Regions from separate parts of the Zea mays genome. Here region 2 is linked to region 1. The links are chromatin contacts, called in public Hi-C maps. All regions are on one chromosome and are shown on one strand. The core of a region is the stretch at or near the end of the contact, and the rest is flanking DNA. Distances in the headings are between cores, read along the strand shown.

What was found. Hi-C and Micro-C count contacts between places; a contact is called where the count stands out from the background.
Region 2: a Hi-C map of bundle sheath shows a contact between it and region 1, with 2.2 times the contacts expected there. The contact joins the enhancer-like site here to the promoter of LOC100281510 in region 1. A contact is called at or near these places in 2 of 25 Hi-C or Micro-C datasets (bundle sheath and endosperm).

What each region holds. Positions count from the first base shown.
Region 1 is chr3:183,634,733-183,640,689 of Zm-B73-REFERENCE-NAM-5.0, reverse strand. It overlaps LOC100281510, which reads left to right and starts at 2,951. Exons shown (of 3, transcript NM_001154428.3): 1 at 2,951-3,745; 2 at 5,144-5,621; 3 at 5,711-5,957. The coding sequence starts at 3,237.
Region 2 is chr3:183,804,857-183,810,813 of Zm-B73-REFERENCE-NAM-5.0, reverse strand. No RefSeq gene overlaps it. Among protein-coding and RNA genes, the nearest start is that of LOC103651003, 27 kb to the left of the region's middle. Within about 2 kb of position 3,398, at least 14 of the 20 cell types and tissues checked have an H3K27ac peak or open chromatin away from gene starts, as enhancers often do. A contact at or near this core is called in bundle sheath, where this site is marked.

The sequences.
Region 1 (5,957 bases), core at 1,702-4,201:
ATAGTACTTCGAGTCATGAAGATATTTAAAACATTTATGCTGGTGATGCATTTATGGTCTATTTGTTTCCTGTCTAACACAATATAACTTATCTAACCTTGGTCGCTCAAATTAAAGAACTAAACTTACACACACAAGCTAGACGAGTTGTGGCGATTTTGGGAGAAAACCAAACAGCTAGTTACAACTTGCACTCAGCTTTTGGTGGATAAGTTTGGCATCCATATAAATAGTTTTTTAGCAATATACATATCACGCTATATTGTGCTGCTATATTGAATAATGTATAGACGTTGGTATATATTATCATCTGATAGCGTGTAGACTGGTCTCCTCCAACTTTTGTATTCTCATTTTTAGCAATGGTGGTCTATTGAAAAGGACATGTCTAAATTAAACTTAGATGATCAAGCAACTAGACATATATAAGACAAATCCCAACAAAGCAAAACGACGAAAGGATCCATTCGTAGCAGTATGGTACAATCTTTCAGAAGAAAAGACGGGCTTACGTACTAATAATTATATATTGCCACCAAATCCACCGGATGCTAGACATCATACCACATGATTAGTCATACCAATTGCTTTTTCTTGTATTTTCCAAACTTCGCCTCTAGATATAAATTCCAAGTTTGATCTGACGACACTTCTCCTATATATACTTTTTTTTATCTTACTGATAAAATTGAAAATTGTGATGCCTTGCAACACATTTTTTTGAAAGAGCAACATTTATAAGGTTGGATCCAACCCGAGCCGGAACCAGGTGACGTTGCCGTATAGGCGGTACTGATCGGTGCGACCCCAACGCTAGTCAGTTAGATCGGATGGTTGATTAGGCCGCCAACTGATTGGTTTGGTCGATATCAACCACGCTAGAACTAGACTGATCGGTATTGACCCGCACGCTACCGACCCCAACCCGTCTATACCGACCGTCTCTTGCCATGTTACAATTTTTGATTGGTTTACTATATAAATAAAAAATCCTAGAAACTAGCCTATAAATTGGGAGGGTTGTTTGAGTTTATTCACACCCTAACTCTCAAAATTGTTCTTACCGCTTCATATCGCACTCCTCTTACTTTCGTTTCACTTCACTAAACTATTGTTGCTATGTCTTACTCGAGCTCAGATGTTGAGATGATTGAAGACAAGATGCTTGATATGTTGCATCAAACTATGATGCATGCGACCATAAAGCTTTCCTTCAGATCTTTAACGAGGAGGAGGTAAGGGACACAACTTCAGAGTTACATCAAACATGATTGTGAAGGCGTCCACGACCGATTGATGCAAGACTACTTTAACGACCCGTGTATCTACCCTTCACTTTACTTTCTTTGAAGGTACCACATGTGAAAGAGTATGTTTCTTCAAATCTTGCTTAGGTTAGGTGAGCATTTTTCCTATTTCACTCTTAGAATCGATGCACTCAACCGCAACGATTTCTCCCCCTACCAAAAATGCACCACCACCCTATGTATGCTCGCCTATAGTAGTGTTGTTGACTCTATTGATAAGTATATCGAAATACAAAAAGGTTGGCCTTAGAGTGCCTCGAAGGATAGAACATTCCTATAAGGGGGTTATTTCATGTTTTAGTGAGAAGTATAGTTGTCGTCCCACTGTTATGATCTTAGGTAACTTTTAGCTAACGAGGAGGAGATGGGATTTTCTAGTATGATAGGAAGTATAGATTGTATGGATTAGTAGTGGAGGAGCTATCCAATTGGATGCATATTACAATTTATAAGAGTAAACATAATCCCCAATCATCATGCTCAAGGCGATTACCTCATGTAACGTATGGATTTGGCATGCTTTTTTGCGAGGTTTTGGGGGTCTAACAACGCGTCAACGTGCTCAACTAGTCACCAGGCATTGTTGTTCACTAACATGCTTAAACAAGAAGCACCAAATGTGAATTTCACGATAAATAGACATGAGTACACCCAAGGGAACTACTTTGCCGATGGAGGAGCTATCCCGTTGGATGTCGTTGTTTATGAGGACCATTCCCTTCCCATAGACTCTAAAACAGCAGATGCCTGTTGCATGCTAGAAGGGCACATGGAGGATATAGGGATATCATTTGGGGTCTTTAAGGCTCGCTTCCACATTGTCACTAGGCTAGATCATTCTTTTTTCTCACCAAGTACTCAGTGTGACCATGTGTGTATGTATTATTCTGCACAATATGATCATTAAGGATGAGCTTGAAGAAGCATACGATGTGGATGATTGTGATATAGTCGAGTTCTCTGTTGCAGTACCAACCATCACTCCGGAGTCCAGAAGCACCTATGAACTTTGCAACCATTCTTTAACGTGAGGCCACAATCCATACTAGTTTAGTTATGATCAGTTCCAATATAATTTAATAAAGTATATCTAAGACCTGCACCATAAAAATTAGATTTTATTTTTTTAATAATTATGTATTTTTCAAGTAGTATATTTTTAATTGTTTTAAGAAATGTGTATTTTTTTCAAATAATGTAATTTGTGATTCTTTTTAAAAGTTATTTATTTTCTATTTTTTTAATTATGTGGTCGATGATTTTTCTAATACAATTTCATGTTTTATTTTAAATAAAGGTTTATAAAAAGAAAGCTAATGTGATATTGAGATGACTATACGCTGATGAAGTCTGTGCATTAAAACATTATGGTAGATAAAGATTGACCACATCGTTGTATGATCGGTAGGAGCCTAGCAACGCTAGAACCAGCCTAAGATTCGCACAAAAAAACAAGTCTGTTGTTGCTACGGAATGGGCATAGCCGCATAGCATAATTGATTTCTCTCTTATCACAGACAAGGGAGACACACGGACAGACACCCTTTTGAGCTGGTTGTGGTGCAGCTCACTGAGCACTGTGCTGCGCCCGGCGGGCGACGTAATTTATCACCTCACCTCCTGCACCCGGGTGCTTACGTGGCGTGAAACCACCGGCTGATCGGCGCAGGAACGGAGTAAGCGCAGCCTCCATTCCCCGTTCCTCGCTGGCCGCTACTACTCATCCCTCGCTCTTGCGGAGGCGAGGCAGAGGCTTGCTCCTACCTCCAATAATTCCCTTCCGCCTCTCCTCCCGTCCTCTCGCAAGCCCACACCACACCTGCAGAAATCACAGCGGCAGGTGCAGCAAAAATCTCCATGCCCCCGCTCGGCTAGATCTCCGACGAGCCGGCCCCGCGCGGTAGCAGATTCGCTCCCCTATCCCGACCGATGGGCGGTGAGGTGCCGGAGCCGCGCCGGCTGAGCCGCGCGCTCAGCTTCGGCTGCGGCGGCGTCCCCGAGGAGGCGCTGCACCTCGTGTTCGGCTACATGGACGACCCGCGAGACCGGGAGGCGGCCTCGCTCGTGTGCCGCCTCTGGCACCGCATCGACGCGCTCTCGCGCAAGCACGTCACCGTGGGCTTCTGCTACGCCGTGGAGCCCGCGCGGCTGCTCGCCAGGTTCCCGCGGCTCGAGTCGCTCGCGCTCAAGGGGAGGCCCCGCGCCGCCATGTACGGGCTCATCCCCGAAGACTTTGGCGCCTACGCGGCGCCCTGGGTCGCCGAGCTCGCCGCGCCCCTTGACTGCCTCAAGGCGCTCCACCTGCGCCGCATGACCGTCACCGACGAGGACATCGCCGTGCTCGTCCGCGCGCGCGGCCACATGCTACAGGTGCTCAAGCTCGACAAGTGCTCCGGCTTCTCAACAGACGCCCTCTGCCTCGTCGCGCGCTCCTGCAGGTAGTACCCGTACTTATGTTCGTCGTGTAGTCGTGTTCATCTGCTGATCTGCAACGCCGTGTTTGTTCGGCCTGCTTTCCCATTACGGTGTGCGGGGAAAGTAAGCTGGGTAGTTGCGCACTTGAGTACTTGATATTTCCCCCCTCTAGAGAGATCATGATTCTTCGTCCCGTGGAGATGTTCCTAAAACGGAGTAACAGAGATAAGATCGAGCCGTGTGTCAGTTTCTCTAAGTACTCACATGTTCTAATACGGACAAGATGCAGCTCGCCCGCTTCTGGATTTTCCTTCCTCTTTTCTGAGATATTGTCATGGGCAAGCTCTGATGCGATCTTAGGCCATAACATGCGATAATTTTCTTGAAGACAAATAAACAAGAGCTTTAGATATGCAAAACACACATCCCTAGCACTGCTGGTTTGATTGTTAGTTCAGTGTTTTTTGTTTCCATTTCAATATGTACTTGTACTTGGTCATGTTACGTGAGGAGTCCCAGTTCTTAGTACAACAATTTCGCATAAATCAACAAGAGCTTTAGATATGCAAAACACACATCCCTAGCACTGCTGGTTTGATTGTTAGTTCAGTGTTTTTTGTTTCCATTTCAATATGTACTTGTACTTGGTCATGTTACGTGAGGAGTCCCAGTTCTTAGTACAACAATTTCGCATAAATCAGCAAGAGCTTTAGATATGCAAAACACACATCCCTAGCACTGCTGGTTTGATTGTTAGTTCAGTGTTTTTTGTTTCCATTTCAATATGTACTTGTACTTGGTCATGTTACGTGAGGAGTCCCGGTTCTTAGTACAACAATTTCGCATAAATCAACAAGAGTTTTAGATATGCAAAACACACATCCCTAGCACTGCTGGTTTGATTGTTAGTTCAGTGTTTTTTGTTTCCATTTCAATATGTACTTGTACTTGGTCATGTTACGTGAGGAGTCCCAGTTCTTAGTACAACAATTTCGCATAAGCAGGCTGTTTGAGGTGTCACCAAGGCAGAGCACTCATGTCCTCAATGAAACACATTTTGACCAAAATTTGGTTGCTGTTTTGCGCGTTGTTTACTTCAGTTATCTACCAATTCAATCAAGAACACATCTCATATGGTACCATGACTTGTATTTCAGTCAGCATCTTTTTCCTTTCTTCTTCCCAGAAGTCTTTTTGGGCGGTTTAATTTTTTATTTCTTAGTTTGAATTCTATAATAATGTTGTTGAACCAGTTGGCTTAAGGATGTTGAATAATAGATTTTCATGGAAGTTTTGTGTTTGACACACACACAATTCATATTTTACGTATCATTTACTGATGATGCACAGTGAATTTATCATTCTAGTTGCTTTGGCTGCATGATATCACAACAGTAACTTGTCATAAATCGTCTTGACAGGTCTCTGAGAACCTTGTTCCTGGAAGAATGTATAATTGAGGATGAAGGGAGTGAATGGCTCCATGAACTCGCTGTCAACAATTCTGTTCTGGTGACACTGAACTTTTACATGACAGAACTCAAAGTGGAGCCTGCTGATCTGGAGCTTCTTGCAAAGAACTGTAAATCATTGATTTCTTTGAAGATGGGTGACTGTGATCTTTCAGATCTGATTGGGTTTTTCCAAACCTCCAAAGCATTGCAAGAATTCGCCGGTGGTGCCTTTTTTGAAGTTGGAGAGTACACCAAGTACGAAAAGGTCATTTTCCCACCTAGGCTATGCTTCTTAGGGGGTCTTACCTTCATGGGTAAAAACGAGATGCCAGTTATCTTTCCGTATTCCACAATGCTTAAGAAACTGGACTTGCAGTTCACTTTCCTCACCACTGAAGACCACTGTCAGCTTATTGCTAAATGCCCCAACCTAAGTGTTCTCGAGGTAATGTTTTTGGACATCTTTAATATTACTCGTGTGTCTAAAATAAGTGACTATCTAATTTCAACTGACAAGGTAGATGCTCTCGACAGGTGAGGAATGTGATTGGGGATAGAGGACTAGAAGTTGTTGCTGCTACATGCAAGAAGCTACGAAGGCTCAGAATTGAGCGTGGCGACGATGATCCTGGCCAAGAAGAGCAGGGAGGAGTCTCTCAGATAGGTTTGACAGCCGTAGCCGTTGGCTGCCGCGAACTAGAGTACATAGCTGCCTATGTATCTGATATCACAAATGGGGCGCTGGAATCCATTGGCACTTTCTGCAAGAATCTCTATGATT
Region 2 (5,957 bases), core at 2,149-4,648, 170 kb before region 1:
TTATTTTCTAACAATATTGTTTGCTAACACCATATCCTAATTCAAGTGGGGGCGGATAATACATAAATATGGATGCGAATGCAAATTTTAGATGTGGAAATGGCGTAGAGACAGCAGAAGCGGATTGAATATGGACTTAAATAGTCAAGTAATATGTGACGTAAATAACTATAAGATTGTCTTGTAGTAGACAATAATCTTACATTGCAGTGTATATATGGTTGCTCACAATTAACACTGAACAAGATGCCATTCTCAAATGATTAATTATTGTCCGATAAGTACATAAAACAACCATATTACCTAATACGAGTTCTCATCTAACATATTTTTTCTCTAAATATTTGAATCATCATTGGTTTTTAGTATAAGGAGGAGAATATCGGATTATCTATTTTAAACATCGGATAATCCACATAGAATTTGCGGATAACGACGGATTTTTGCTAATTACATATTCTATCCTATATTGTCCGTATCAGATTCGCCTAGTTTTTAGCGAGAAACTAGATATGTTTAGCCTGTTTATTAATACACGTACATGTTTGGATAGACTAGAACTAAATCACAGCTGCTCGTCATTAGCGCAATAGTTCCAAACGTATCCTGTGGCAGAAGGATTTTTAAAAAAAATGGCCGGTGCTACTGCATGAGCAAACAAAACCGGGCGCCGGCGTTGCAGGCAAGCTCACGAGGCACGCCGACGCCGTTTCACATCCTGTCGTCTTCATTCTGTAGTACTTGATCACGTCTTTGTCGCCGGGTTAAACGGGTCAATTTCAAAAAGGGGCAAACGTGGTTTTCTCCGTCCCTAGGCTTAGAAAGGACGGGTAAAATCTCGTTCAGATCCATATTGTTTTCTATATTTGACCCGATCGTTTTCGTATTTATGGAAAAATATGGAAACGAGATGGAAACGTTAGAAGATTTATTTCGTCCGTTTTTTGCGGGATCCTGTTTTTATCTGAATTAAACCCGTATTTATTCCGTATTTGATAAATATGGGATGAATCTAATATACATTATTATATAAACTAAAGCTTCGTGTCTTTTGACAAATTATAGCGCAAGTGGCCATTGTTACCATCGGTTCTTTTCAATGACAAATGGTTTAAAGTCTTAAACAACATCAGATGTAGCTAAATATACACTATTAACAACCAAACAACAATAGAATGATGTCTCTCTATATCTATTTGTTTTATGTTATTGTTCTGTCAATCAATCACTAGTCAAACATCAATATCATTTCTATTTGTATTAAATTATGAGTTTCCGTTAATATTTTCGTTTCCGTTCGTTTTCGCAATTCGGTTTATCCCGCTCCCGTTTTGGTTCCCGACTATTTCGGAGCCGATTCTGTTTCCGATAATAAACAAGAGAGGTTTTTCCGTCCGTTCGTTTTCATCGCTATTCGCACCTGTGCGCAACATTGGCGAGCCTGCCCTAGACTAGACCGGCTGTTCACTTGAGAGCGCGATAACAGGGCTCCTTTTGAAATTTGTTTGGTCATGCAGCAAAGCGCTGTTGTTCCGTCACCTCAGTTGTAAAAAGAGGCGTGATTGCCTACAGAACTAGCCTCGCATTCAAACGGAAGGCAAAGGCGACTAGGCGAGCAAGAAAGGGTTGTTGATCCCTGATCCCCCCGTCGCCACATTTTCCACAGCGCCTTTCCGCCCTCGCCATTTCCCGCGAAAGGCACACGGCTGCCAAGGTCTCGGGCATCAGCCAGACCGCCAGAGAGCCTGAGCTGAGACGCCCAGAGGAGGGGGGGAAAAGAACAGCTGATCCATCGGGGCGAGGACGGGCCGGAACGACGAGCGAGCACGAGAAAGCGCACCGTTCATGATTGCGGTAACGTGCGAGTCGATTCGCCTCGCTCGGCTTTCCCGGTCCCCGGAGCTCGCTCGACCACGGGGGCACGGGCACGGTGGCGCCGCGCGCGGGCGTGGACGGATCCGATCGATCCCCCTCGAGATCCTGTGGCGCGGCCCTGCACTGCAAAGCGGCAGAGAGGATCGAAGCGCGGGCGCTTTACCAAAATTAGAGCTCGGCGATCGGTTTGGGCGATCCGCGCCCTCCTCCTCACTTGTCCTCTACTAGCTCGCATCGCATGGAGTAAAGGCAAAGCTCTCAGAGCTCACCGCATCGCATCGGTGTTCTTTTTCCGCTTGCGCTCAGACGCGCGCTTACTTCCATGCTCCCGGCGCCGATCCCTAGACGTGGAGACGGAGGAGGAGGGTGGGTGGGGGGGGGGGGGGGGGGGAAGCATCACAAAGCGACGCTTTGGCGTGAATCGTGATTGATGCGCCACATAGCAGAACCAGCGTTGCGTTCGGTGATGGAGGATTGCTCCAACGGGCGATGCTTGCTTGCTGCAGCAGTGAGCCAACGCCCAACTGCACACAGGACAGCACAAGTCACTGGATCGTGATCGACCAGCTGGGAGCCTGCATTCCTTTGTTCGTCGACATGGGACTGCATCCCTGGAGCAGGGAACGAGAATCCAATGCCAGCGAGAGAGAAGGGGAACATGAGCATTCAACCCGATCCACCAGAAGCCTGTCATTAAAATTACTACTGCTCCTACGCCTGTCTCTGCCTGTCTTTGAAAACAACGGCTCGTCAGGACCGAGCAGCAAAGCCTCCCTCGAAGCTCGCGAGGAATGGCAGGGAGAAGGGCCCAAACAGAGAAGAAAAAACAACTTCTTTTTTCTGGCCTCAAAGCTGGGATAGGAGGACTTGGTAGTATTTGCATGGGAATCAAATCAAAAGCGCCGGAGAAAAGCAACGGCCCCGCAGCTTTAATCGCGCCTCTTTCCCTTTCTCCAGCCCAGCCGGGCTTGTTCGGTTACACAAATCCAGAGGGGGATTAGAGGGGATTAAATCCCCTTCTAGTAAAAAATGACTATAAGAAGATTTAATCCCCTTTAATCCCCTCTGGATTGGTGTAACCGAACATGCCGTGTCGTTGCCCCGTAGTGTGGCTCGGCGTAGCGACTGTAGCCGTAGTGCTTGCTACGAAGTCGAAGATGCCGCCGCCGCCCGTCGCGTACAGTCAGTTGGTACAGCGCCCGGTCGCTGCAGGAACGCATGCTCTCCCACCGCACACACGAGTACGCGGCGGCGCACCGCGCACGCGCGCCGCCGCCGCCGCGGGGTGACGAGACGAGCTGGCATCTGGAGGAGGCGCAGGCGCCTAATCGCTCGCATGATGACGGGGGTTATGATGATCAGAGACCGCTTTTTGACACCGGAACCATCATATTCATACGCGATCGCGATCGACAAAACCTTTCCGAATTCTTTGCCTGATCATTGCAGCCCAGCTTGGATCGCGGGGGCGCTGTCTGTCCGTCCGTCCGTCCGGGGGAGCGCCCGCCGCCCGCCCGCTCCTCTAATAAAGGCCAAAGCGCGATGGTCACGGAGGCACGCGCGGAGGTGACGTGTGTTGGCTTTCCTCCAAAGGCCAAAGCGCGATGGTCAAAGCTTCAACGAACTTGCCAGGCAGCAGATGGATATGGGTGGTTTCGAACAGCTTTCGAGGGGAGTTGGAATTCACTCCCTAGATCTCGCAACTTCTCGTTGTGGTATGACTGCATTGTCTGATCAGAAGCATCGCCAAAGAGGGACCAATAGATTGTTGGAAATTTTGAATATGTGTAGTCGAGGATCTGCACAAATGGTTAATCTAGAGAAATCTGACATTTTCTTTGCTAATGTATGGTGAGCAGCCCATATCTGCACAAATACTACCGTCACTATATCTTTAAGGGCTTGTTCGGTTAGCTCTCAATCCATGTGGATTGAGTGGGATTGGATAAGTTTAAATTCCAAGTAAGTCAAACTCCTTCTTAACTTTTTCCAATCACATCCAATCCATTGGTAACGGGATTAACCGAACAAGGCATAAAGTGAGAGTTCCTTCATACCTCGCGAGGAAAACAAAAAATGAGTGGCGCCACTTGAGGTTCATATTGTGGCCCTCTCCCTCCCACGTTCAGCTTCTAACCACTCTGTTCTACAAAAGATAGATATCGTAAATATTGTGAATATACAAACTAACACGCGAGCGAGCAACTAACTAGTTATGGGTAACACACATAATGCCGCTTGGGAGCATTTCACATTGAATCAGTTTGTTTCATGGTAAGTAGGGATGAAAATGGACGGAAAAAACACTCTCCCATTTTCGTATCCGCATTTTATCATCGAAAACGGCATTGGGTCCGGAATAGTCGGGAACAGAAACGGGAGTGGGATAAACGGAATTGCGAAAACGAACGAAAACGGAAATACTAACGGAAACTCATAATTTAATACAAATAGAAATGATATTGATGTTTCACTAGTGATTGATTGGCAGAACAATAGCATAAAAAAATAGATATAGAGAGACAACATTCTATTGGTGTTTGGTCGAGACCTCCGTGCCTCTTACTGTGGCCGAAATCACAAACATAACCCTAACCCGAGATCTAATCTCTCTATTAACTTCTTTGTTTTTCTATTCTTAGGGTGATTAAACGTTGATGATTAAAATTGAGTTCAATCACTTTGACCCGAGATCTTTTCTGTGATATCAAAATCATGTGCAGATTAGAAGATCTAGAATTACTTTGGTTGGCTTCGATGCCATTGTTAGGTTTTGTGGTGCCTATGATCAATTTCTAAGCCTCTAGAATACCAATCCGTACTAGAAAAACCTTGATGATGAGTAGCTCTAATTTATTGAGAGGTGTAGGTAGACGTACCTTCGTTGTTGTTGTTTATGGTGGCAGCAATGGTGATAGCGTCTGGCATAGTAGACTTGCCTTCTCCTTCTCCTCCACCACCTCCATGTGTGTTCTTGCAAGGTTGATGTTCGTCGTCGCCGGTCGGCAATGGATCTTCTCCTCCAGTAGCATCTACAGGCGGAGGCTTGGATCCCGTGCCCGTTGGAGTGATCACGGAGCCCGATGCCATGATCGCAACTCTTCCTGTCACTACACACGCTTAGGTGATGGGAACCTTTGTTGGTGTCAATTAGGGTTTGTGGTCGAGTGATTAGGGTTGGCTAAACCTGCTGGCCCCCTTAATCTACTTATATGACGTTGTGTGACTGAGGGCTGCAACCAATAGTTAGGATAGCCCTCTTGATCAAGGGCGCGGATAGACGGTTAGAATGAACTCTACCCTGATTCCTGTAAACCGGCTCGTGTAGAGGACACACCCTAATATATATGTTTCTAAATTCATCACCATCGAGTTGAATGTAAACATAAAAAATAAAGACCTAAAACGAATACTATTTTAGGACGGAGGGGTATAAGACTGCCCAATAAAATCAAATATTTACACATGCTTCTTGTAGGCCATTATAATTTGCATCTTTCTCTTTCCTTTAGCCTTTTAAATCGATGGGCTTGTTTTGCTAATAAATTTGAAGCCTATTTTAGAAGTACCTGATGTGAGGTCATAAAACAAATATCGTCTAATGTTTGGGGGTCATATTTTCTACTATCATATAGGCAGACATGCAGCGAAGGATTTCCTCTCCCCTCCTCTGCAACGTAGGAGTATCATTCCTCTTCCCTCCCCTGCAATGTACTGCGTACCAATATACTTGCCAGTTTGAAGATAATGGCCACATCAAGCCATCAATCATCATGCCTCTTTGTCCGAGTGCTGAAAGCCCAAATCAAGGGGCTTTTTCTTTAGAGCCTACCAAATTATATGCAGGATTTTTTAAAAAAATTGACCACACCATATACAAGCAGCACGTGCATCTTGCTGAATGCAAAGAAACATGGAGTGCAGAAATCATTCCGCAGGAGGCAGATTCCGCTTCAGGGCTTGTTCGGTTATTTTCAATCCATATGGATTGAAGGGGATTGATACGGATTGGAGGGGATTTTGACTTATTGTGAATTGAAACCCCTTCAATCCCCCTCAATCCATATGGATTGGGATAAAAC